Regions from separate parts of the Sus scrofa genome. Here region 2 is linked to region 1. Evidence: chromatin contacts called from public Hi-C data. All regions are on one chromosome and are shown on one strand. Each heading gives the region's core, a stretch centred on a gene start, on an enhancer-like site or on the middle of the called end of the contact. The rest is flanking DNA. Distances are from core to core; before and after follow the strand shown. Region 1 holds the start of CENPJ (centromere protein J). Region 2 holds the start of MICU2 (calcium uptake protein 2, mitochondrial).

Region 1 (3,776 bases), core at 771-3,270:
TTACAGAATTTCCAAAAAGCGGAACTTGAATTTGCTGTGCACTCAGAATTTTTTATATAGTTTTTACAATTATTTACATGGTATTTACATTTTATTAGGTATGCGAAGTAATCTAGAGATGATTTAAAGTATAAGGAGGCTATGAGTAGGTTATAAGCAAATTATATACCATTTTATAGGAGGGACTTGAGCATCCAAGTGACACTGACAGCACTTGTGACTTGAACTTAGAACCCATGTGCCAGGATGGGTTCTAGAAACCGTGTGCCGGGACTCGAGTCCTGTCAGAACCCGGATTGGTACTTGAATCCACAGTTTTTAAATTAGAATCACTTACCCTGTGTCTGGACTTCCTGAAGTTCAGGTTCGTTGTGTCTCAGCGCCAAGGAATTCAGTGAGAGACAAAGTGATGGGCAAGAAATAGATTTGTTAAGATAGGATGCTTGTGAGAGATGCAAGTGGGCAGCAAGGAGGCTCTGCCCTGAGGATTCAATGGGCTGCAGTTTTATAATCCAAGGGCAGTGGGGGTGGGAAAAGACCGCCTCTTCCTCTTTCTTCCAGTAGTAGCTCCAACTTCGTATCCAGTAAGAGAGTATTTGACCCTCTAAGGTCAAATTAGGACTGTCAGGGTGCTTATTCAAATCAGCAGAAGGGTGGTCCTTAACCTCCTGCCCTTGGTCTGAACTTGAATGCCTGTCTCACCCCATCTCCCATCCAATGGCCTGAAGCACATCTCAGGCTCTCCACGAATCGAGCAAGCCTGCCTCGTTCTGATGGCATTCTTGGGCAGTTGTTGACGTAGAGTGATCTCCCAAAGTCCCCCGGGTCTCCCTGTCTGCCTGTAGTTCCTGAAGGGACTTCCGCCACTACCTGTGCAACTCTCCCGCTCCACCCTCATCCCAAGGACTTTGCTGTCCAGGAGTTCTGGAACCAGGCCCCCATGGATAGCAGGGGACAACTATGTCCTAGGAGTGACAAGAATATTAAATTAAACAGAATATATGTAAAAACTTGGCACCCACCATGTGGTAAAAATTGAATGAGGAAGAGTCTTAATTTTAATTGTTTGGCTGCACCCATGGCATATGGAAGTTCCCAGGCCAGGGACTGAATCCCAGCCACAGCGGCGACCTTCACCACAGCTGCAGCAACACCAGATCCTTAACCCACTGCACCAGGCCGGGAATCAAACCCCCACCACAATGCTGGATCCCAAACCCGCTGTCCCACAAGAGAACTCCTTGGTTACATTTTTTGAAAACCACTTGACTAAGGTATGGTTGACATACAAAAAGCTATATATTGGAGTTCCCGTTGTGGCTCAGTGGTTAAGGAACCTGACTAGTATCCATGAGGACGCAGGTTCGATCCAGAGGCTCAACAACTTGACTCCGATTGTACTGGGCTGTCACGTGGCAAGCCCAGCAAAACTGGGTTCAGTATCAATCTGGTATGAAATTTTCAGAGTTGAGAACTTTTCATGGCTCAGCTAGTGGTTGTGGTAGCAGCTTTTTCCAGAAAGGACGGAACTGCAGGCCAGGCTGAGGAAGGACCCCCCCAAGTTGAAGTCGCCTGGGTTAGAAAGGGTGACTCTAGCAGGGTAGGCAGGTATGCGTGGAGATGCAAGTACCTGGCTCTAAGCAAAGGCAAGAAAGCCACAGCCCACTTTACCTGTGGGAAAGAGAGTTCCTCACCAAGGCCCCAAGCCTCAGATTTATAGAATTTCACCTCGGGAGGAAAGTTTCTGGAGTTCCCTTCATGGCGCAATGGAAACGAATCCAACTAGGAACCATGAGGTTGTAGGTTCGATCCCTGGCCTCACGTGTGGGCTAAGGATCCAGCATTGCCGTGAGCTGTGGTGTAGGTCGCAGAGGTGGCTCAGATCTGGCGTTGCTGTGGCGTAGGCTGGAATCTGTGGGTCTGTTTAGACCCCTGGCCTTGGAGCATCCATATGCCACTAGTGTGGTCTTGAAAAGCAAAGAGAAAGAAAGTTTCTAACAATGTTCATGCCTAAAGACAGCCTAAAAAAAAAAAAAAAAAGGAGTTCCTGTCGTGGCGCAGTGGTTAACGAATCCGACTAGGAACCATGAGGTTGCGGGTTCGGTCCCTGCCTTGCTCAGTGGGTTAAGGATCCAGCGTTGCCGTGAGCTGTGGTGTAGGTTGCAGACGCGGCTCGGATCCTGCGTTGCTGTGCCTCTGGCGTAGGCCGGTGGCTACAGCTCCAATTCAATCCCTAGCCTGGGAACCTCCATATGCCGCGGGAGCGGCCCAAGAAATAGCAACAACAACAACAACAAAAAGACAAAAAGACAAAAAAAAAAAGTTCCTGTTGTGGCTCAGTGGGTTGACAACCCAACGCAGGGTGCTCCCAGATTGCATGCTCTTTAGAGCAATTCTTTGCTGTTCACCCTATTTTATTGGTAAAATCACTGGCTGTTTTATTGTTTTAGGTCAAGAAGTTAAAATACCATAAAAATCTCCTACCTTGTTTCAGGGCCTTTCTCTGGATGTGAGAGGCAGGGGCTGGGACCTGGGACCCTGTAGGAGTGCTTACATGCATGCGGACAAATACCTCCCTGAGCGACAGAACTACAAAGAAAGTAACAATACTTGGATGCATACACAGCTGGGGTCATTACGAAGAGCAAGATACAAAGGATCATTTCAGCGTCTGCAGGTGACCTCTGCCCCGGGCACTACCAAGGGGTTGGCCAGACCGCCTAGGCTCCGCCTCCTGCCACACCCACTGCCCTGCCCCGCGCTCGCTCCCGGGAAGGAACCAGCTCACCCCTCCTCCCGGCGCGAGCAAAGGCACTGGTACCCGTCTTCCATCCTTCCCGCTGCAGCCCAAGTCCCAGAAACGCCTTGCCTGGATTTGTCTGGCCTCCTCAGTTTTTACTGACGAAGGAGCCCAGGGCCCAGCGTCTACAACCATTTACATCTGCTTGTTTACCGTAAACATTTGACTATCTCCCAAATTCTGATAAGGTAGTTTCTGACAGTTTGTGTCAATTTTTTAGAATGTTTGCGGGGAGGGACAGACCCTGTACTATTTTTGCTGACGTTACTTAAGCTGATTCGCGCAACCCTATAAGGTAGGGAGCGATGATGAAATGGGGGCTTTAGTAAAGTACCTTGTCCCAATCCCCTGGGAATTAAAGAGTAGCGTCAGGATTCGAATCCATATCCTTTCTACACCTTTTTTATTCCCATTTTATTCACCGTTTGGAGAATTTTGGTATTTCCCATTACTCGACCTCCGACTCGGTGAATCTCCTGCCCGTCTTCTCTGCAATGACGGATACGTACTTCTAACTCCTTAGAAACGCTACCGCGAACCTCAAGCTCTGAAAGTCCTCACCTAAAATCATGATCTTACCCCTCCTGCCCTGATCCCAGCATCTCTCGAAATTGGCTTCTTTCCCGCTCGCGAAAATTACCCTTCATTCCTCAGATAAATGTCAGCACCATCCATCCACTTTTCTCAAACTCCAACTTTGGAGTCCCCCTCGTTGGCCAAATCCCGCCTGCAAGGCGGAGCGTTGGACGTCCTGAGCCCCGGGGCCGATCCAGGAAGAGAAGCCCGCGCAGCCCCGCCACGCGCGCCGGGAGCTCGGAGCGGGCGGTGCGGGGCTGGGCCCGCCCAGGGCGGCGCCCGGAACCCGGGAACCCGGAGCCGGGAGCGCCGGGAAAGCGGAAGCATCGGGGCGGGCAGCGCCCGAGGTCAGCGCCGGAGACGCCGGACCCCGGAGCCCGAGAAGCCAGAGCCAGGAGCG
Region 2 (3,776 bases), core at 442-2,941, 1.1 Mb after region 1:
TCCGAAGCGGTGCTGCGCAGCTGGGGCACCCAAGGGCTCCCAGGCCCCTCTGGGAAACAATCAGTGAGGGGATGGAGTTTTCCCGAAAGCAGGCCCCTCAATTCCTGCTGGCTTCGGCCGCTGCAGCTGAAGGAAGGGGAGGCCACCCTCAAGTCCACGGTGGTGGCCAAAGGATGAAAACCTCGGCTCTCATTAAACAGCAGCAAATGCTGGGTCATCAGACCTCGTGAACACGTTGATAATAAAATGGTTCCTGTGCTGCTTCGGCCGCGAGGAAAGTACCCAAGGCTGTGATGTGGGGAGGGAGGGGAGCCAGGGAGAACTCAAAATACTACATTGGTGTCAAGTCTTTAGTGTCCTGTCAGGAATTTTAAACACAAACAGGCTAGCAGTGGGCCACGAAACCACGAGACGGGTGAACGGAACCCGGAATCCACACTAAGGGGGAAAGCGAAGCAGGTTGGTGAGAAGGTGTGTCTGAGGAGTGGTAAGTCAGAGTGGCTTCAGAACGACAACGTTTTCAAATGTGGCTTATCGGGGAGAAGGAGGCACTAATGATTTCCGAAGCAGCGTGCATCATACAGCTAAAGTGATACTCTCGGGAAGATTAACCAGACAGGATGAAATAAGGTTAGAGAAACCTAAAATGAAGAATAAATTGAACTGCCAGACCCAGCAAGGTTAAAAAAAATGATATGAGACACTATTAGATGCTCCCACCTGTGATGAGAAATGGTATGTTGATGGGAGAGAGTTACTGCAGGTACTAACCAGGTGGCGTCTTAATTTAATACAAGTAAAAAATACTATCGGTCAGTACTCACTTTAATTCACAAGGCCTGCTTTCTTCTTTTTGTATTGCTGGGTTTCTCAGAATTCGAGGCATTTAGAAGAGCATAATGGAAATCCAACGAAGAAAAAGACTACTGCTTTTAACTTTTAAAAATTCCACACCAACTTAATGAAATGTCCATTAGAGATTTTCAAAGAAGTTGCTTTTGCAAATTTTCCAATGTTTTACGTGGCAATGTTATACCGAACCAGGGAATATGACCTTTACCTTCACACATGAAAGTCTGAGAAGAAATGCTTTGCTTGGGACTCAGAGTCCGCCTGAGCATCACGTTTATGACACGTCACTTACGTGTAACTAAGTGCAGCTGCTCACGGGGGACCATGAAACCCGGCACTCGCCAACCGGTCAGTTTTAGGGCTGGCACTTGCACTCGTAAAAAGGGCCCTACCAGGGCAGCCTGAGCACGCTGCGCAGAGAGCGCGCGGTCGGCCGCAGTCGCGGGCCGGGGCCCGGAGGACCGGTCGGCGGCCCCGGGGGAGGGGCCGGGGCGCGGACACGCCCCCGTCACCGACGGGCCGCGTCGCCAGTGGGGTCCGCGGTGCGCCGGGACGGGCTGCAGACGCCGCTCCTTAACCCCCTCACCCGCCCCGGCGGCGCTGCCGGACGGGGCCCGTCCCATACCTGGGCTACGACGGTGAGGCCGCCCCGGGGCGCCGCCACGTTCACGCGGCCGTGGTACCACGTCGCTCCTGCTCCCGCCAGGGCCACGCCGGCCGCCGCGGCCGCTACGGGCCCCGGGCCGGGCCAGGCCCGCCAGCCGGCTGCCAGCCCGCGCCGCAGCCTTCCGCTCCAGGCCGCCAGTCGCGCACCACCCGCCGCCGCCATTTTTGCGGAAGCGCGGCGGCACGGCGCCGCGTCCCACGGAGGCCTGAGCACTCGCGCGGCCGCGGTGTCGCGAGATCCGGGCGGCCTCCGCCCGCCCCGCCCCAGAGCCGGCGCTGAGCAGCGGCAAGGCGGGGCCTCAGGGGCGGGAGGGGGAGTGGGCGGGGCCGGCGGAGGCGTGGGCGGGGCGCGGAAGAAACGCCCTGCGGGTGCGGAGGAGAGTGTCTGCTCCGCATCCGCATCTGGAGAGCACGCTTCGTCCAGAGTTTAAAATTCGAAAACTGCCTGAGCTGCACAGATTTTCACGCTAATGAGCTCGCCCAGCCTCGAGTAAACAACAACCTTGTTTAAAAAATTATGCTCTACTTGTTTCACTTTAGTAGCTCATCAGACTTTTAAAAATGCGTTTTTAAATTGTGGTTAAAAAATATTCATAGCACTGCCATTTTAAATATTACATTTTAAATATACATAGCACTATCATTTTTTAGTGCACAGTTCGGTGGCATTAAGTACATTCACATTTTTGTGCAACCGTCCGTCACCACCATCCGTACCCAGAACTTTTTTCATCTTGCACAACTGGCACAGTGTCTTCTTTCATCCTTCCTGTCCTTAGATTCTTGTCTGCTCTCTGGTTTTTGCTAAATCTTATCCTATCCCTCCCAGCCGTACAGCTTTAATGAACTCCCAAAGTCGCACTCTTTCCTTCAGGCAATCACTATTTGCTGAATGTTGGATTTACAGTCTGTTCTAGTAAAGTGTTTGGTGGTGTTTAGTTCCCACTTGGTACCAAGTTGGATGCAGCAGCGCACCTACCCATGTCCCTATCATCAGGGACCTAGTCGTTTGCCCTGGTGCAGGCTTGGGGCAACAGGGCCGTCCTGGCTGTTTCACTGCTCATAAGAAAGGATTTAGCTGAGGCAGATGCCTTGGCTTTGTTTTGTAGTCTCTGATCCTCCCTTATTTGGTCTTTACTTTTCAGAGTCAATTACCTTAATCAACTTCGTTGGCCTCAAATGTCCCTGAGCCTTCAGGAGCTTTACTTGGGCATGCAGTAACTTCAGCCAACGTGAAAGTGCCAAGAGCCCCTATCAAGTAATCACTGACATCTCGGAGTTAGCAAAACAAACAAAAACCCCCAAAGGAAGAACAAGCGCCCCACTAAATCTAATCTGACCACTTTATTCCTTGGATCCTCTAGTCATGATCTGCCCTGAGTTCTTGCTCCCGTTTCCTTTGCCAGCTCCTCTCAGTGGGTCTGCATTTGGAGCTTCCTCACTTCCCCAGCTGCTGAAACCACTTTCCACTTGCCTTCCCAGCAAGGAGTAGCTGGGACGGTGTGCAGCTGTGTGAGCCAGACCACAGGGCTTGGATCCCGGCTCTGTCAGGATGGCCGCTGTGCTTTGGGGCAAATACCGAAACTCTCTCAGTTTTCTCCGCTGTAAACAACGCTCATGGTTTGGGGTTGGGGATTACATGGGACCTTCTACAGGAAGTGAGTAACTAGGTCCCAGGAGACTCACCGCAGATGTCAGCTTACCATCTTCAAGCTGTGACTTATTCCTGCCTTCTGATCACAAATGAGCTTGACAGAATGTCCATGAATCCAGATGGCTGGCCCATCTAACCCGAGATCTTCCTGCTCTTTCATCCCTGCTTGTCTTCATAACCCTCTGGTATGTTTTTCACTGCTGCTGAATCTGGTAGCTCTTGGCATAAGTCCTACTTTTCCGGATTATCATTATTATTTTTCTTTTTAGAGCTGCACCTGTGGCATATGAAAGTTCCCAGGCTATGGGTTGAATTGGGGCTGCAGCTGCCGGCCTACACCACAGCCACAGCAACGCTGGATCCTGAACCCACTGAGCAAGACCAAGGACTGAACCTGCATCCTCATGGATGCTAGTCGGGGTCCTTAATCTGCTGAGACACAGCGGAACTGCCCCCCCCCCTCTTTTCTGGATTATTGACATCTAGCTTCTTTCTGTCCCCTGGTGATTTCTAGGATATGTTTGGACATTCTGGATGTCTGACCTTAAAGCTTACTCTTGATTTCCAGAAACCACAGGTATGCAACGTAGTTGTGTGGTTGTCT

The links. Hi-C and Micro-C count contacts between places; a contact is called where the count stands out from the background.
Region 2: a Hi-C map of liver shows a contact between it and region 1, with 5 times the contacts expected there. The contact joins the promoter of MICU2 here to the promoter of CENPJ in region 1. A contact is called at or near these places in 1 of 5 promoter capture datasets (liver) and 1 of 47 Hi-C or Micro-C datasets (liver).

What each region holds. Positions count from the first base shown.
Region 1 is chr11:355,900-359,675 of Sscrofa11.1, forward strand. CENPJ (centromere protein J) reads right to left here and starts at 2,021. Exons shown (of 18, transcript XM_021065416.1): 1 at 338-2,021. PARP4 (poly [ADP-ribose] polymerase 4) reads left to right here and starts at 3,604. Exons shown (of 31, transcript XM_021066005.1): 1 at 3,604-3,776.
Region 2 is chr11:1,498,702-1,502,477 of Sscrofa11.1, forward strand. MICU2 (calcium uptake protein 2, mitochondrial) reads right to left here and starts at 1,692. Exons shown (of 12, transcript XM_021065452.1): 1 at 1,478-1,692. The coding sequence starts at 1,681.